Regions from separate parts of the Sus scrofa genome. Here regions 1 and 2 are each linked to region 3. A link is a contact called in public Hi-C data. All regions are on one chromosome and are shown on one strand. Each heading gives the region's core, a stretch centred on a gene start, on an enhancer-like site or on the middle of the called end of the contact. The rest is flanking DNA. Distances are from core to core; before and after follow the strand shown.

What was found. A called contact is a pair of places that touch in the nucleus more often than the background predicts.
Region 1: a Hi-C map of embryonic fibroblasts shows a contact between it and region 3, with 1.7 times the contacts expected there. The contact joins the promoter of BAZ1B here to the promoter of TBL2 in region 3. A contact is called at or near these places in 1 of 5 promoter capture datasets (liver), 6 of 47 Hi-C or Micro-C datasets (alveolar macrophages, embryonic fibroblasts, epiblast stem cells and 3 more) and 1 of 2 datasets of contacts at active chromatin or transcription factors (alveolar macrophages).
Region 2: a Hi-C map of liver shows a contact between it and region 3, with 4 times the contacts expected there. The contact joins the promoter of MLXIPL here to the promoter of TBL2 in region 3. A contact is called at or near these places in 5 of 47 Hi-C or Micro-C datasets (embryonic fibroblasts, liver, omental adipose tissue and 1 more).

What each region holds. Positions count from the first base shown.
Region 1 is chr3:10,842,643-10,845,709 of Sscrofa11.1, reverse strand. It overlaps BAZ1B (tyrosine-protein kinase BAZ1B), which reads left to right and starts at 1,792. Exons shown (of 21, transcript XM_021086315.1): 1 at 1,792-1,930; 2 at 2,162-2,279. The coding sequence starts at 2,173.
Region 2 is chr3:10,932,294-10,935,517 of Sscrofa11.1, reverse strand. It overlaps MLXIPL (carbohydrate-responsive element-binding protein), which reads left to right and starts at 1,261. Exons shown (of 15, transcript XM_021086328.1): 1 at 1,261-1,617.
Region 3 is chr3:10,890,597-10,893,891 of Sscrofa11.1, reverse strand. TBL2 (transducin beta-like protein 2) reads left to right here and starts at 1,459. Exons shown (of 12, transcript XR_002342318.1): 1 at 1,459-1,670.

The sequences.
Region 1 (3,067 bases), core at 543-3,042, 49 kb after region 3:
TCCAACGAGAGCTGTAGCTGCTGGCCTACACCACATCCACAGCAACTTGGGATCCAAGCTGTGTCTGTGACCTATGACACAGCTCACGGCAACATGGGATCCTTAACCCACTGAGCGAGGCCAGGGATTGAACCCAAAACCTCATGGTTCCTCGTTGGATTCATTTCTGCTGTGCCACAACGGGAACGCCTGCAATTCTCTTCTAAGCAGTCACTTCAGTTGAGTCCTCACAGGCTATGGCTGGGATGATGACTTCCTTTGCCACTCTCTTGACTTGATACTTTCTGCCTCAAATCCATATGTCTGAGGAGTTCCCCGGTGGCCTATTGGTTAAGGATTCAGTGCTGTCAACTGCCGTGGCTCAAATTCGATCCCTGGCCTGGGGATTTCTGAATGCCATGGATGCAGCCAAAAAAAAAAAAAAAAAAGAATCCCTATGTTTGAGACACATTGTCCTCAATTTACCAAGTCCGCCCTGCTGCTCCCTCTGCCTAGGATGTTTGTTTCTCATTTTTCTGCCTAGTGAAGTGCTACTTATCCCTTTACAATCAACTCAAATGCCACATCCTCTGACAAAGTTTCTCCTAATCCTCTTAAAAGAAATGGCTCCTGAAGGAGAATGAGCACTCTTCTCTGCTAGGTCTTCAGAGGAGGCGTCTGACCTAGAACTTACTTTTTACTGGGGAGTGTCCTCACTTTCAAGGTGAGAAGAAAAGGAGAAAAGGGTCTGGCACCGGCATGCCTCCATTTAGGGACAACTAGCAACCAGGGAAGGTACATTCTGGGGCCAGTGAAGGTTTCTGAATCAAGGGAGATAATTTAATAGCAAAGAATGATTAATAATTATGTTTCTGATTGTATGGGTAACCTAACAGATTTTGAACTAAGTGGGAGTAGTCTGCTTGGAGAAGCAGCTTAACTGTTCTCACTCTCTAGGTGTAGTTACCGCTGTTTTCTTACTGCGCACTTTGTACAGCACTCATTACAGAGAACTGTGATTATTTGTGTCTTATTTTTTCAGGAAGTCTCTGTCTTATTTTTTTCCCTATGGTACCCAACGCAGGGTCCTGAACCCGGCAGGCGCTAGTAAAGACTATTTGAATGAATGAGTGTATTTTTAATAGCCATATCCTTTAATGTATTTTTCTAAAGAAGCTTTGATACGATCCTTTCCAGCAAGCCACTAGAAACATCGTATTAATATCCACATCTCAACCACGCTCTCATCCAGAAGTTAACTTTGGGGTGAGCAGGGTTGGGCCTCAGGTTATGCCTCAGTCGAACCTTTGCGGGGCAAAGTCTCGGGGTTACTTCCCGCCAACCCCTCCTCCCATCCGCCCCACCCGCGCATCCCCGGGCGTGGCTGAGAGCGGCGCCTTTAAGAAGGGGGCGGAGCACGAGTGGGAAGACAAAGCCCCTGGCCGCGCGCTCCCCCTCCCCCCTCCGGCGCACCGCACGGACAGTGGTGCCCGGATGTCGGTGTCGCCTTCAGTGACAGATGGCGCAGTGTCTGTATATGTTAGAGGGCTTCTCTGGCCTGACCTGTTTGAATTCCTGGCCTTTCGGTGCCCCGCTATCCCCCACTTTCAACCCTGCCGCTGGAGGCCCGCACTTCTGTCACCGGCGCTTACATAACTTGACCTTTCACCTCTTCATACTGCCCTCTAGTGCGCTGCAACCCAACTAGGCAGCCCGGGAAGGGGGCGGGACCCAAGGGCCGAGCGGCAGCTCCTCTGAGCCAATAGACTCTGGGAGCTGACCAGCTCTCAGCCTATTGGAGCATTCGCCACCGGCGCCACAGGGGAGCAAGTTAGTGTGTGCGCTGGCCGGGCGGGGGGGAGGAGGGGAATCTCCCGCCATTTTTCAATAATTTCCTCCGGTGCAGCTGAGGACGCGTCGTGACTGCTGAACGCTGGGACCCGTAGCGAAGGTTGGCCGGAGGCTTCGGGGCGGTGCGGCAGTGTGCGTGGGAGTTCTGTGCCTTTGCGTCCCGTTCCATGGCCCTCGCGCGGCGGCGCTGGCCCTGAAGGAGCCGAGTTCGCGCCGCCCTCTCACCCCTCCCCTCCCCCACCCCACCCCGGGAGCCTGGCGCTTGCTCCCGGCCGCGGGGCCTAGTGTTGCGCCGCAGGCTCGCCGAGAGCCTACGTCTTCCCCTCCGCAGACGCCGCCGCCATGGCGCCGCTCCTGGGCCGCAAGCCCTTCCCGCTGGTGAAGCCGCTTCCAGGCGAAGAGCCGCTGTTCACCATCGCGCACACTCAGGAGGCCTTCCGCACCCGGGAGTATCCTTTTCCAGCCGCGCTGGCCAGGCCGCCCGCGGGGTGGGGTGGGGCGGGGTGGGCCGCGCAGCCCCGGGCCAGTGGCAGCTGTCAGCGCGCCCGGCGTCGGCGGGCCTGCACCCGGAGCTTGAGCCCGGAGCCTGCAGTTCCGGGGGCGGGAGGGCCGGCTGGCCGGCCGGGTTCAGGCCGCTCTGGAGCCCTGTGCCCTCCATCCTTTCCCGGACCCCGCATTTTGTCTACGGGCCTCGCTGTCGGTGAGCGATCCTCCAACCAATTTCCCAGGGGTTTGGTTTTAGGCCCTAATTAGCAGGAGAAACTGGGTTTCCTTTGCTGCTGCTTTTTTTCTTAAGTTTTGGGGATTGTACTCGCGCAGCTTCGTGATCTTGGTGATGCGTTCTACGTCAATCTCTGCAGGGGCATTTGTGTTTTGCTCCCCCCGTGTGGACTTTAGGGTGGTGATGGACTTACTGGTGATTTTCCAGACTTAGAGAAAAAGCAGGAAAAAGTTACCTTGGAGGAGCGGATGCTTTTCTTCCCTGGGTATGCACAGATAAGGAATTTTGACGGTGTACAGCAGATAGGTATTTGTCTTCTAACAATATTTAAAAAAATACCAAGACACGCTTAAAGTTTTTATGCTGTGCTTGAGGAACGCGAGGCTGATGTTTTAAGTACGAAGCATCTTTCTAATCATTGCTTAAGATTTCTTTCACAAGCTTTATTTGTCTTGTAGTTGAAGGTCGTACAACTCTTACTTTTTTTTAATGGATGCCAGCTAAATCCTTTATGAA
Region 2 (3,224 bases), core at 12-2,511, 42 kb before region 3:
TTGGATCTGGCATTGTTGTGGCTGTGGTATAGGCCAGCGGCTACAGCTTCGATTAGACCCCTAGCCTGGGAACCTCCATATGCCATGGGTGCGGCTCTAAAAAGACAAAACATATATACATATAGTTTGTCTGAAATTCAAATTCAGCTGGGCCTCCTGGATTTTTATTTGCTAAATCTGGCAACCCTAAGTAGAGGGAAACTGAGGCCCTGGGAGAGGGAATGAGTATCTTCTCTGGTTGCTGAGCCTGTTCATGAATGCCCCTGCCTGGCTCAAGCCCCAGGCCCCTTACACACACACACACACACACACACACACACACACACACACACACAGCCTCTGATTTCATTCTCGGGTCCTAGCTCTGGCCGTGAATGGGTGTCTGTCCAAGGCGGCAGGACCAAGCCAAGAGCATGGGGAGAGGAAAGCGTGTGCAGACAAAGGCTGAGCTTGCCCCCCAGGACGGCACTGAGTATGGGGGTTTGGAAGGAGTAGGGGTGTCCTCATCGCTCCCCTTCTCAAGATGCCGACCCTAGGGCCACCACTGGCCTGTCCCTGTCCTCTCTCTGGGCGGCTACCCTGTGGGTGTTCAGGGTGCTTGTGGAACGATTGTGGCCATCAGGAGGAATGTGAGGACCCAGAAGGCAGATCACCTGAGGGAGGTTGGTGAGCTCCAGGCGGCAGGAGGGGGTGAGGGAAGAGGCTTCAGAGAGCGTGGGGTTCAGGGAGGGAGGCTCAAGGCAGAGCGTGCGGGGGGAGGGTGGTGCAGGGAAGGGAGGAGGCTTAGGAGGCAGCAGGGACCCGGAGGAGAGCAAGGAGGTCAGAAGGGGTTTCCAGGAGGCAGCGAGCCCAGGGAGGGCAGAGGCTGGGGAGGGGGAGGGCTCAGTAAGGAGCGGCGATGTGTGCGAAGCCGCGGGGGCTGCGCAGAGAAGGGAGTGGGGGTCGGTGAGGGCGATGGGAAATCGGGAGAGAGCCAAGTTTGGAGGTGGCTCAGGGCTGGGCCTCGGATGGAGCTGGCGTCCAGGGGATGAATGGGGTTCAGTGAGCCAGATGGGAACTCAGGACGGACGTGAGGTTGGAAGAGGGGCTGGAGCCCAGGGAGTAACCGAGGCGGTCCTGCCGCCACCTCTGCCCACCTGGGCCTGGCTCCACGCCCCTGGCTCCTCCCTTCTCCAACCCAGCCCGCGGTTTGGGAGCCAGGCTCCAAGCCCCCGCGGAGAGGGGGGTTAAAGGTGAGCGGGCACGAGCGGGTCCCAGACGGGGATTGGCAGGAGCCTGGGCCCAGGGCCCGGGCCATGGCTGCCCCACAGGCCTCCAGCTGGGTGAGCGGCTGCCACCCACGTGCTAAGGAGAGAAGGAGGCACCGGATCAAGGGGCAAAGGACACCCCGAGCGAGCGGGAGGGCGGAGGCCGGGCAGTGCCCACGTCCACACCCGCTGCTAAAAGCCGGCCCGCGGCGTCGCGCAGCGCACAGAGCCCTCTGCCGCCGGCGTAGAGAAGCCGCTGAGAGCGGCTGTGGCCCCGAGCATCCCGCGTGCTCCCCTGGACAGACGCCTCCCGGGGAGACCCCGTGGCCTGGTTGAGAGCTCCCTTACCTGCAAATCCCGCGGAATCCAGGTAAGCGGCACGGACGGGGGTCCACTGGGGGCAGATGCTTAGCACAAGGGGAGTCAGAGCCTCCCTTATGCTGGATCTCAGTCTCCTCACCTGTCAGATGGGGAGGGGGCGCTTCTATGGCTCTGCTGGGCTGCAGGGGTTAATACCTTGTGTACCTGCCCCCCTTCACTCAGGCGCCTCTGCGGGGGTGGGGTGCAGGGAAGAGGAAACCTCATACCCCAGAGAGGGCTCAGGATCAAGAATCCCAGACGAGCTCATCCTGCCTGCTCTTCCTGGAGACTCACGGACTCCCACTGCCTCCGGGCCCCACTGGCTGGGCTGGGACTGAATCTTGGTCCGGGGCTCTCCCTGGAGCTAGGTGTGGGACCAGAGAGCCAAGAGGGAGGGCATTCCTCCCTGCCGTCCCCCTGCCCTGGGCAGGGGTGGGTGCTAGTAGTAAAGCTGGTTCCAGGTGGGCCCTTGGGTGAGGGACCAGGACTCAGACTCCTCCTGGCTGGGCAGGGAGAAGCCACATGTCATGGTGGGACAGAGAAACCGTGTGGATTCCCAGCCACCAGGCTTTAGTCAACAGGTAGGGGCTAGGGAAGTGGTGAAGGCCACCCACGCTGGTCTGGCTTAGGGAGGCCAGGGCTCCCTGCCGACTCCCAGCCACCCTGCCCCCACCTGTGTCCCCTGAGTCCACACGTGGGGGCCAGGAGCTGGGGTCCAGCCTGGGCTGGTTTAGGAGCTTTGGGTGCTTGTCTCTGTCTGGCTGTGTGACCTTGGGCTTGTTACTTCCTTTCTCTGGGCCTGGCTCTCCCTCTGTGATGTAGGGAGGCTTCCTGGGCCACTGGTATGGAAACAAGGACAGAATAAACTGGGACAACAGGATGCCTCAAAGGACAGGGAAGCCCCCTCCAAACAAGGTCTCACTTGTCCTTTGCAAGGGGGAGGATGCAGCTGAATCAGGCGGCAGGTGGGGCCAGGGATCTACCCGGCCTCCATCTTGCCCAAGTTCTCTCAGCATCTGGCCAGCTCCTGCCCAGGCCCCAGATCCTCAGAAAAGGGGCCTGGGTCCCTCAGGCCCTGGAACCTGAGCAGTGGGTTCAGGCCCATCCCAGTGAGGCTTAATTCCTCAGCCTCAGGGCAGAGCCAGCTTCTGGAGGAGGAGGGAGATTCCAGTGGGGGCATTCTGGAGGATGCCCCCCCTCTGGCGAGGGTGATCCTTCTGACTGCAGCCCTCCATCCCCCTTACCCCTCCAAGGACACAATCCACCTCAGGCCTGGGCTCAGACCGAATCGTGCTCAGGCTCAGGCTGGGATCAGGACTCAGCCGGGGCCCAGGTGAGAGGGCTGCCGAGAACTGAGGTCAGGGCCATGCCTCGGGGCTTGGATTGCTGTGAATGAAAGTATGTGACAGCGATGCTGGTGACATTTGTGAAGTGAGGTGGACAGTAAAGTGCTTTGACAAACTGCAAAGTGGAACAGAGCAGAGGGGGCTTTTGAGGTCCTGTGACCTCGCCTGCCCAGATACTCAAACTCACCTCCCAAGCCCTCCCTCTGAGGCTGCCCTTGACCCCGCCGCTGGCCCTGTCGGGGGCGAAGGCAGGTTGAGACCTGTGTGGGAG
Region 3 (3,295 bases), core at 210-2,709:
AAACTAGTCCATTCAGAGAATCTTCAATACATGGATTTTGAGCCACGTCAGCCTGAGATAACCAGCAGAGGCCTCTCTCTGCTGGACTGAGCGGACGACACTCCAGGCCTTCCAGACCTCTCCAGTCTTACCTGCTTTTTATTTTGCTCATGTCCTGCCTCCACACACCATCCTCCGGCTCACCTTCCTGCTGTCCCACCCCCTAACTGCAGAACTACCCTTTCCCCTCTCCATTCAAAGTCCATCTGAATTTCTCCTGATACTAAGAAGACTTTCCCACCAGTTGAATGGGAGTGATAATCACTCCCTTGCCTCCTTGAAAGAATCCAGCATGATGATGGCTGGAAAAATGCCTTTAATAACTAATTATTCAAGGGGACGCTTGAGCAGAGTCTGCATCTCTTGCCTGCTATTCTCCACTGTCACAGAGCCTCAAGAGCCAGACTCCCTTACAAAGCGGGTCTGGGAGGTCCCCTTGTGGCTCAGTGGTAACGAACCCAACTAGTATCCATAAAGATGCAAATTCAATCCCTGGCCTTGTTCAGTTGGTCAGGGATCTGGTGTTGCTGTGAGCTGTGGTGTAGGTCACATACACGGCTTGGATCCCAGAGTGCTGTGGCTATGGTGTAGGCCAGCAGGTATAGCTCCTATTGGACTCCTAGCCTGGAAACTTCCATGTGCAGCAGGTGTGGCCCTAAAAAGCCAAAAAAAAAAAAAAAAAAAAAAAAAAATTAATGGAGTTTCCATCCTGGCGCAGCAGAAACGAATCTGGCTAGTATCCATGAGGTCGCAGGTTCAATCCCTGGCCTCTCAGTGGGTTAGGGATCCCATCATGCGGTGAGCTGTGGTCGCAGACCCTCTTGGTTCTGTCCTTGCTGTGGCTGTGGTGTAAGCCAGTGGCTACAGCTCCAATTCGACCCCTAGCCTGGGAACCTTCATATGCCATGGGTGTGGCCCCTAAAAAACCAAAAACTTAAATTTAAAAAAATTAAAAAAAATAGGAGTTCCTGTTGTGGCGCAGTGGTTAACGAATCCGACTAGGAACCATGAGGTTGCGGGTTCGGTCCCTGCCCTTGCTCAGTGGGTTAACGATCCGGCGTTGCCGTGAGCTGTGGTGTAGGTTGCAGACGCGGCTCGGATCCCGAGTTGCTGTGGCTCTGGCGTAGGCTGGTGGCTACAGCTCCGATTCAACCCCTAGCCTGGGAACCTCCATATGCCGCGGGAGCGGCCCAAGAAATAGCAACAATAACAACAACAACAACAACAACAAAAAAAAGACAAAAGACAAAAAATAAAAAAATAAAAAAAAAAATAAAAAGCAAAAAAAAAAAAAAAAAAAGTGGGTTTAGACGCCCAGCGCTCAGGCCCCGCCTCTCAAGGAGGGGGGGAACTCAGGCCACGCCCCTCGGGGCGCTTCAGCGATCCCGCCCCGCCCCTCAGGACGCGCCAACGGCCAGGCTCCGCCCCGCGTGCGCGCGCGGCCCCGCGGAAACGTGCAGGCGCCCGGGAAGCCAGAGGCTGAGGTGGCATCGGCCCTGAAAACATGGAGCTTCCGCAGATGCCGGAGCTGATGGGGCTGTCGCTGTTACTCGGGCTGCTGGCCCTGATGGCGACAGCGGCGGTAGCGCGAGGGTGGCTGCGCGCAGAGGAAGAGACCGGCCGGCCCGTCGGTTAGTGGCACGGGGGCGGGTAGGGGCGACCCGCGGGGACCTCGCTCCCGGCCTCCTCGGGGTCCGACCTGCAGGTTGGGCCTGCGGGGGTCCCAGAGACCCACCCCCTCCCTGGGCCTCAGTTTCTCCTGTTGTGACCTGAGTTTCGCATCCGGAGACGAGGCGACTCCATGCCCGGCTGGTCTCGCCCTTACGACCTACTAGAACCTGGGTCCCGCGTGGCCGCGGTCTTCGTGGCCGAGACCAAGCCGCCTTCCCTCCGAGCCGCAGCTTTTCCCCGGGGCCGCTGCGGGAGCGCTAGTAAACTCTCCAGCGCGCCCCTTGGTCGTTATTTTATGAAAAAGGGGTGGAGGGGGCGGGCATTCGTTTGTGAACGCTCTGATTCCCCGGTATACTAAGTACCTACTGCCTCTGTAGGCTTTGGGGTCTTTTCCTTTAGGGAGTCCCCTGTCGGGTAAGGAAGAATGTCCGAAAATGTAAGTGAAAATTGTAGTGTGGTAGGTTTCATAGGAAGGTCAGTACTAGAAACAGGAAGCCCAAGGGTGGGAGTCGCCGGCCCTCCTTTTTTCGGTGGGGGTGGGGGAGCAGGTAGGGAACCCGTGAGGTGGGGTCTTGAAGGATAGGCGTGTCAGAGTTTGCCGGGACACCAAGAGAGGGAGAAAATTCTTGCAGTGGCAATACGCATGAAGCCAGGGAGTCCTGAAACAGCATTTGATTTGACGGTAGTGGGAGGGGAGAGGAGAGGGCTTAGTAGACAAGGCTGGAGAGGCAAGCAAGAGGGCAGATTAGACTCTGTATGTGGCCTCAGGAGTTTTCTGGCTGTAGGAACTGAGGAGCATCTGGAGTGATCTAACACCTGCCAGCTTTGCTCCTGGCTTGATTCTCAATTAAATTAGCTATTTTATACAAAAGCGACGGGCACCATTTCCAGCACAGAGCAGGTCCTCAACCCATGTTGGCTACCTCTCGTCCCTGGGATTCCTTTGTGCCTTTTCATGCTTGTGTTGGGTACTCCACCTGTCATTTTGTATAGATTATCTCACCCAGTTCTCCACTTTCCTTTTGGCCCTTAGCAATTAAGTAACTTACCCAGGACCAGGGCCACCAGATTCCATTGGGCACATTATTCCCTACTTGGAGATACCTGGCAAAGTATCTGCATTCCACTGGCCATACTCTGTACCCACTGAGCTGTGTCAGCCCAGAAAGGAAGCCTTTTTTTCCTTCTGTCCTTTCTTCCTTCCTTTCTTTTTTCTTTTTCTTTTTGCTTTTTAGGGCTAAAAAGCACTTGTGACATATGGAAGCTTCCAGGCTAGGGATCGAATCAGAACTGTAGCCGCCAACCTCCGCCACAGCAATGCCAGATCTGAGCCATGTCTGCGTTGCAGCCCCAGATCCTTAACCCACCGAGCGAGGCCAGGGGTCGGACCTGCATCCTCATGGATACTAGTTGGGTTTGTTACCTCTAAGCCACAAGGGGAATTCCGAGGGAGCCTTTTCTAATGTGCATTGATGTGCTATGTGATTATAGTTCACTCACATACACTAACAGCAAGCAGCCTCCTTGAGACTACTCCGTGGTAGAGACCATCCAAACCCAGGTCTGATTCCGAAGCCTCTTTTTT